Linked DNA regions of Anas platyrhynchos: region 2 is linked to region 1. The links are chromatin contacts, called in public Hi-C maps. All regions are on one chromosome and are shown on one strand. Each heading gives the region's core, a stretch centred on a gene start, on an enhancer-like site or on the middle of the called end of the contact. The rest is flanking DNA. Distances are from core to core; before and after follow the strand shown. Region 1 holds the start of TMEM123 (transmembrane protein 123). Region 2 has its middle 12 kb from the start of BIRC2.

Evidence for each region. Hi-C and Micro-C count contacts between places; a contact is called where the count stands out from the background.
Region 2: a contact with region 1 is called in a Hi-C map of small yellow follicle, with 1.9 times the contacts expected there. The contact joins the enhancer-like site here to the promoter of TMEM123 in region 1. A contact is called at or near these places in 3 of 8 Hi-C or Micro-C datasets (liver, small yellow follicle and subcutaneous adipose tissue).

What each region holds. Positions count from the first base shown.
Region 1 is chr1:192,620,479-192,624,650 of IASCAAS_PekinDuck_T2T, forward strand. TMEM123 (transmembrane protein 123) reads left to right here and starts at 2,469. Exons shown (of 6, transcript XM_027468025.3): 1 at 2,469-2,627. The coding sequence starts at 2,570.
Region 2 is chr1:192,666,549-192,670,720 of IASCAAS_PekinDuck_T2T, forward strand. No RefSeq gene overlaps it. Among named protein-coding and RNA genes, the nearest start is that of BIRC2, 12 kb to the left of the region's middle. Within about 2 kb of position 1,898, at least 2 of the 8 cell types and tissues checked have an H3K27ac peak or open chromatin away from gene starts, as enhancers often do. A contact at or near this core is called in small yellow follicle, where this site is marked.

The DNA.
Region 1 (4,172 bases), core at 1,219-3,718:
ACCACACTTGATTTTCATAAAGTTTTCTGATCTGCATGGAAAAACTGCTACATAAGAGGAAAGTGCACTATTGATATTACTCAAAGATCTTGAGAGGAAGACAGCTGTGACAAGGAGAGATGACAGCCTATGGAATGTTGTTCCACACCTGCCTGAACATCAGGGCCATGAGTGCACTACTGATCCTTAACTGATACCAACAAACCCTGACCAGCCTCGCCTGGAAATTCCATCCACATGCCCTCTGCTCAGTCATCCATGAGCATCATCTTTCAACTCAGGCCTGGGCCATCAGTCCTTGCTAGACCTACCTGATAGCTGTGCCTGTCCCCAGCCACCCTTAGTGACTGACAAGGGGGACAGCATTATGTTCTGCCCTGTCCCCTGCTCTGACCTTAGACCTATGTCATAGCTTTGTTTTTGAGCCACCTCCTGCCATTCCCAGCTGGGCTCCCTGGATCAGGCTCATCACCTTGGCTCATCTGAGACCAGGGCTGACCACCTGGAACCACTCTGCTCAGGTCCTGCCTGTGCCGCGGTCACCCATGGCACCCGTCACTTACACTAGGGCTAGTCCTGTTCTTACTGCTCCCTGACATGGAATACCACATACAAATGTAGGAAGAGAAAAAAAGAAAACCCTCACCTATTTTTACTTGGGAATCTAGATGAGAAATCATTTATTACACCATGTACCAAAAGAAGATGGTAACTTTCACTAGATTTTCCCAGAACTTTTCTTTCTTCTCAGCACATGAACAGCTCTCAGCTACCCCCAGATATATTGTCAGAAAATCACTTCCCACAGGACTATGAACATCACATGGAGCTGGATCAAGCCAAAATGACAAACACCAAGTTTTCCACCTTCTCTGTCTTTACACAGCAGAGCTCATGCTACTTTTCAGCACATCTCAGTTCCTGCTAACTCATCGCTTCTACCAGAGTTATGTTTCTGTCTTCCACAAGTCTATGACTTCTTCTTGTTCTGTGTATTTTGACTACTCTTCTCCTGCAGATACACAAGTTGAGCAATGTTAATTAGGCTAGTCCCAAAATAAGTTGTTTCCAGTCTCTTCTAAACCTGATGTTTGCCAGAGTTGTGCAAGAGCTGAAGGAGAACTTACATAATTAATACCTTTATCCTCTAAATACATGTTAGATTAATAAAAAACTCTTATTACAAGCTTTGCTTCTATAACCACAAGCCCTTATACTTCATAACATACGTATTATTAGCTTTACTGGAGTTAGGCTAGCAGCAGTTGTTATTCCTACTGCCAAGATAAAGAAAAGCTTTGGAGAATCATTTCAGAAAATTCACAGGCAAAAGGTTCACGTTGCTCTTCAGTTGCCTCATTCAGGAGAACTACATGGGAAGCAACGCAAAACAAAGACATAAGAAAATGCCCAAAGTGTAACACATATCATCTACTTTCACCAAATGCAAGGCCTTTATTCAACATTTTAGTTTACCACTCTCTTGCTGAGACTTACAGACAAAATGGTTGTGAAAGGGTAACTCCGTCATAAGGAAGTGACCCAGGTCTATGCCTCGGTACAATGTCACCACCTGCCTTTCTGCTCTGAGGCCAGTCCCTTTCTCTCTTTGGCTTGGCATGCAAATATCTTTGTGCCACAGGGAACATAAATGTAGTGATGCATGCTAAACATCCTCCTGTGACCTTGATGAGGATGCTACAACCACCCACATTGAAAGTATTTTTCTCCAGCTTTTTAGAATGCAATTTGTAGCAGCACACAGTTGTTTTTCCTTTAATGAAGGCTTTTCTAGCTGTTTTGATACTTAAGAACACATTCATAAATTTCCTTTACAGTGTCTGACACCAACCTTACGTTAGTAGCATGCAAGAAAACATATATGGTAGCAGACATGAACAGTTCTTTTACTTTATGGCCCTTGCAGTCAATTTTGTAGCTTTGCTGTTAACGATGTGTAAAACTTTTCCAGGTATGTAGGGAAATTTTAGGATAGCTCTGTGGCCTCCACTCAGGTTACAGAACTGCATTAAACACGATCTGTCTGTACGATGGGTGACCTGTACCCTGTTACCCACTGCGAGCAGCCAGGCAGTCGCATTAGGAAGAAGCACAGTAAGCTGCGGAGAAGACGGACGAGTAGACATTATTGAGACAGGCATTACCAACAGCAGAGGAAGACCCAAGTTCACCACTGAGACTCGAGAGTTATTAAAACAACACACAGAAAAGGCATTTATTTATATCAATAACTGAAAGACACGCATGTAGCACTCCTAGCACTCGGCTCCTGCTTCCCCTACCACTCACAGACTCACAGCACTATTACTCTAGCACCGTAAAAGGCCACTCCCCTCTTTCCTCTCCTCTCTCAGCTCCTCTCTCAGCACCCCCCACACCAACCCCAAACCACCACAGCCCCCAACCCGCTCCCATGCCCAGCGCTGAGGCAGGGCTGGGCGGGGCGCCCTGTAATGGCCGCCGCCCCTCGCCCCGCCCCGCCCCGGCCCGGCCCCGGCAGCGCCTGGCGTGCTGAGCCCGCTGCCGCCCTCCGGCTCTCTCCGCGGCCATGTGGCTCTGGGGCTGTGCTGCTTGCGTGCTGCTGCTGCTTGTCGCCCCCGGTTCCTGTGAGTAGCATCCGCGGGAGGACGGGAGCAGGGAGCTGGAGGCTGCGGGGATGGGTTGGGGAAAGCCGGGGGGTACCGCGCCCCGCTCTGCCTCAGGGTGGCCCGGGGGGGTCGCGGTGCCCCGGGTGTGTTGCGCCGCGCTGGGAGGGTGCCCCCCTGTCCTGCCCCTCTCTGAGGCACGGTGACATCGTGGCGAGCGGTTTTGGGTGGCTTCGGGAGAGTTTGGGCTTTGCTTTTGGGACAGGTGGTGGGTTTCGGTGGGTTTCTGTCCCGCGCGGCAGCAGTGCGTCCCTGCCCGGTGGCTGGCGCTCCTAAACGCTCAGCTTCTTGTTTTGTGGTGGTGAAAGGCGGCATTCAGGCGGCAATTGTCAGAAGGCACTCGAATAAAAAGAGAGAGACAACAGTCCGAGCTGCCAGCATCGCCTTTTCCAAAAACTGAAACGCCTCGTGCAGTGCTTCACAGTTTTCAGAAGTACGTAAGCCGACAGATGGGTACCAAAATTAACTTGAACAAAATAACGTTCTTGCCCTAAATAAATAAATAAATAAAATTTGTTTTTTACACTTTTTTTTTTTAACCGAAACTTACTTGTAATCTGTTTACGGCTTTGCTGAGATTATGGCCTCCATTTCACAAAGATAGACTGCCATTTCATTAGATAGGAGATTGGCCTGATCTGTCCTTTATTGTGCTGCTTCCTGGTTCTGTATGCTGGTTTAACCCCACATACAGTCAGTGCTGTCTCCTGTGGCAGGGTTGGTCTCATCTAACTTTAGGCAGGCTAACTTTAGTCCTTTTATACTTGAGTTTGTTGCGTAGGTTCCACTTACGACCTGGTGAGAGAAACTGTGCCCTTCTAGGTTCAGCTCAATGTCACCACTATTGAGGTGACTGCTGTAGGGTGAGCCAGGGAGCCCCTGAGAAGTTATTATTTATCAGTATGTATGGATACACTTGATTAAATAACAGCTACGTTTGGGTCAGGCTCTGATGCGTGTAGTCTAGGTCTGTTCCTTAATATAACACGTTGAAGTACAGATTTCACGTTCAGACAAAAGTGAAAAATGCATCATTCACCTAAGCTTGCATTTTCGGTTAGTCACAGAACAGCACTTACACGGTATGCTTTGCTATGTTGTTCAGTATTTTTTGTAATTGTTTCTGGATCTTTTTATTCTGCCCACATATTCAGCAACTTCCAGAAACTCCTGCTGAGGTCTGTGTTGGTTTCAGCAAGGGTTGGTGTGATATGAGAAGGTGGCAGTAGATTTGTCCTCATTCCAGTCAAGACTGTTGGGCAAACTTGTTATTTCAATATAATGCTGTTCTTTTACTCTGCTAGAAAGTTTATTTCTGTGTGTCAAGTCAGTGGAAGAAACATTTACCAAAATAGTATGGTCTAGAAAATTCCTCCCCATTATTATAAAAAATCCAGTTGGTTTCATGACATCTTACAGAGTACGGAGAACTGATGCTCCTGTGCAGGGAGCCCACCCCCTTCCTACTCATTCAGAAAAGATCTTCAGCATCTCCTCTGAGCTTAC
Region 2 (4,172 bases), core at 648-3,147, 45 kb after region 1:
GAGTCCAGAGATACAACTGCAATCGTCCACACAGCGTATACCACAAGAGTTACTACAACAACTGTAATCATATCGCAGGCTATATGTTGTTTACTCACCAATTTTAGCTTCACAGACTCCTCCCCTTCAGACATGTGGATCCACCTGCCCTATTTTGCATCATAACTCTGAGAATTAGGGTTAGGAAGCTTTCCTGGCTGTTCAAATCCCAATCCTTCTCACTGAGCTGCTCCATATAGGATGGGCTTAGCACTGGACATCGAGGCACGTGAGTCACGTATTGCAGATTAAAAAATTTTTTTTTTCTTTTTCATCCATCTTTTTTTTTCTTAACAATTGATTACCAGTTGTTTTTTTATTATTATTATTATTATTTATTTATTTTTTCCCACCAACTTTGCCTAGGAGCACTAATTCCTTTTGGTCATCTGTTTTTGAAAACAAAAGTAATTTTGGTAGCAACACTATCTCAGTCACATTTCTTGGGAAAGAACACAGGGTCACAAATTAATCGAATTATAATCAACAGCAGAGAAAAAGATTGTAGGTTTGTTAATCTCTTGCTATGTAATTAAGCATGCTGAGTGCTTTGTGTTGCTTTTCTCTATGCCACAGCAAACAGAGAGCCAAGGTGTGGAGCAGTGACCCAGGAGCTCATCAGGTTTCCTGGTTATTGAGTTTGCAGAGGTAGAACTTTACAGCCAAAACCTGAACGTCCCCCAAAGACACCAGACACTCTGTCCGATGCACGGCAGCAAGAAAATGCCAAAAAAAGGGCTGGTGTTGTTTTAGCACCACCGAGTGGACAGATAAGGGAAAAAAAAAAAAAAAAAAAAGTCATTTTTGAGACTGGATAACTAGGTGTCCCTGGGTAGGCGATGGCATGGTGCTGGCTGCTGGAGACCAGAGCAGCATCAGCCACCCCGAGTCCAACACTGCAGCCATACATCCCACACCCCTACAGCCCTTTCTCATATATTGACAAGACACACAAGATTCCCTTATCTTTGGGGGATGTTTCCTTGGAGCTCAGCCTGTGACCCTGTGTGCCCACTAGCTTCCACACCAGTCAACATTCATACACTACTCATGCTTTAAACCCTTATCCATATGGCATCTCAGCAGTAGCAACCCAGTGGCTAATTGCAAAAATACCCTGATTATTTATTTATCACCTGCAATAGGTCTCAAGAACCTTAACACCCTACAGTTCTTATTAGTGAATTAATTGGTACGTCCTCAACCATTTTCTTATGGTCATCCACAGATATCTCGGCAAACTTTTGTACATCTTGTCACCAAATTAGTCTGTTTTGTTACACTGCACATAGTTCCGGAGTCTGGAAAGTCACTTCTGAAAATGTTACACTTGAAAATATGAACACAATATCTTTAATAAACAAAGATGACTGTAATATAAAGACAAAGATAAAATCTGCAATTCACAATGCAGAATTTCAGTTGCCTCAGAAGCAGCCCAAATACTGCCTACTGTTTTCTGCCAGCTGTGTACCTCCACTGAAATCAAAGCCCTGTTACATGGATAAATGAGTTTTTCCTCTAGTCACAGGCAAGAAAAAATACTTAATGTAATGTTTCAATGTGTTCCTTGTATCCCAACTGTTCTGTGGGATTGGGGCAGTAACTTGTGGGTGGCTGGCTGGACTTGAACAGTTTTTAATGCTGTTCAGAAAAGATATATGAAGACATGTAGCAGCTGTAGCTACGTAAGAGCTGCTTTCCCCTGGTACCAGATAAGATAGTTTATTAAATTAGATAAAACTGCCTTCAACCCCCCCAATATTCTCAATACTTTACTGTCATACTCCTGCCTAGAACTTTGGCCAGCTCTGTCTCTTGTGACTTATCAGTTGTGTATCTGTTACTTGGATTACCCTGCAGCCTGGAGAGCCCTTTGTGCTACTCCAGAAGTGCATGCGCCGTCTCTGCACTGGAGAGTTTACAGTTTGCCGAGATAAGAGATGAAGGGAAGGGAAGGGAAGGGAAGGGAAGGGAAGGGAAGGGAAGGGAAGGGAAGGGAAGGGAAGGGAAGGGAAGGGAAGGGAAGGGAAGGGAAGGGAAGGGAAGGGAAGGGAAGGGAAGGGAAGGGAAGGGAAGGGAAGGGAAGGGAAGGGAAGGGAAGGGAAGGGAAGGGAAGGGAAGGGAAGGCATTTGGCAGCAGGACAGCCATGATGGGCTGCAGCGTGCACGGGAGGGCCCAGGTCAGGGTCTCTGTGTCCTCTCCTACAGAGCCAGAAAGACCTGGCCCCTGTCCAAGAGAGGGCCTGTGTGGCTGTGTAGAAGATGGAGGGAAGGAGAGGCAGCTCTCCTGAAAAGTGGTCTATCAAAAGTTGAAGCTTGGAGCAATGGCAAGCGTCCTTCAGGATACTTGACTGCAAGTCTGCAGGCAGCAGAGCTGTCCTGGAACAAGTGCAGGCGCAGATGACACATTTTCTGCAAATTCCACTTTTCATATCATGTTTGTTGCTTGCTTATTACATGCAGCCTGATTAAAATAGAAGCATTTAAGAAACTGCTGCCATCTTAGGTCCTCTCAGCTTTGAGCGAAGGAGAAAAAAATCCCCTTCACAAGTTAAAGGGCGCCAACCTCCAGTTCTTGCCAACCTTTGCTGCGTACTTGCCCTCCTTCACACCTCTCAACTCTGTGTACTTGCCACCCACACACCTCTGGGGGTTGAGCAAACACTTGGCCATGTCTGACAGTAGGTTTCTCAGCTGTTGGTAATAAATTTGAGTGCCTAAGTCCAAATAATGCAGCCAAAGACAACTAGTGTTGGATCTAAAGAAAGCAAGAAAGAGCCTAACCACCATTTTGGTTGTTACCAGCCTCATATTTCCAGCCTTTACCTTGGAGGCCTGAATTCCACTCCCTGCCCTTAGGACCATTTCTGTTTTACCTGGTAGCTGTTTCTGTGTTTGATAGGGAGCTGGTCTGGGAGAACCCACCTCCTGTCTGCCTGCCACTCTCCTGCACTAGATGAGGCAGTCATGTCCATCACTCTCTAGTCCTTGGCTGCTCGACAGCCCAGCTACCTATAGTAAGACAGGAAAATCAATCACAGCATTAGTCCAAGTTATCTATGTTCAGTAGTCTGGCCCTGTTGGTTGTGCTGGTCTAAATCCTTCAGAGCAAGGAGGGGATTCACACCAGGTACAGCATGCTACCAGGTCAGGTGGGCCAGCATGGCAGTGCTGATGCTGGGTCACCTCCTTCTGCTGATGGCACCAGTTTGCAGCTACAAGAACACAACACCATACTTACACATGGGCACTGCCACAGCTCTTGGGACTGGAGAGCTGAACACATGGGGACACAGAAATTACTCAAAATCTATAATAATATGGAATGAGTTTCTTCAATCACATGCAATATGCCCTAGTATGACAACCTCTGCCATCTTTTCTTTTCTGAAATGAGACTGAGCCATTCTTCCTCTGGCCCTAAGTAAAGCAAGGCAGTGAGAACCCTGAAACACAAACTGTTATGTTTAAGCTATGAACTTCTTGCCAGTTCATTCCAAGAGGTTTCTCACCAAACAGCCTTGTATCAGATAGCTCTCACTCTTTAAGCTGGCGTTTTGTATCCCTCTGAGGTAGTTGAGTCCTCCTAACATTGCACACAGGGAAGGTGGGTACCTAACACGGGGTCCAGCTTCCATTCTGCATGGGAAGCTCCCTAAAGTTTGGCTTTGCAACGTTCAATTTGTAAGCACATAAATAATCTTTTACATCTGGTTCTCAACATCTGGGAAATCTATTACTGAGCCTGTTTAGAAAGCATATTTGATCTAAGCTCTGGCTAGAGCACAGTGTCTGCATTTCATCTCTCCTCGTCCTGCGCTGCCCAGCTGTTTGTGTACCAGCTTTCTGTGTAAACAAACCTGCTCCTGCCTGATTCATTCAGCAGTTTCACAACCCAGCATCTGTGACCTTGCAATTCCCAGGCCTCCCTTGGAACAAGGCTGATTAAAGGCGAGCCTGTACTACCCCACAGCTGTCTCAGTACTTCACAGCAATGGGAAAAGGAATACAGAAAGCGAGGACCACAAATTGATTTGAATACAATGAAGATATTGTTCCAGCTCGCCCAGCTGTGGCAGTGACATTAAGGAAACCAAGGAGTTTGGTCTCTAGGTTTTCATGCAAGGAGT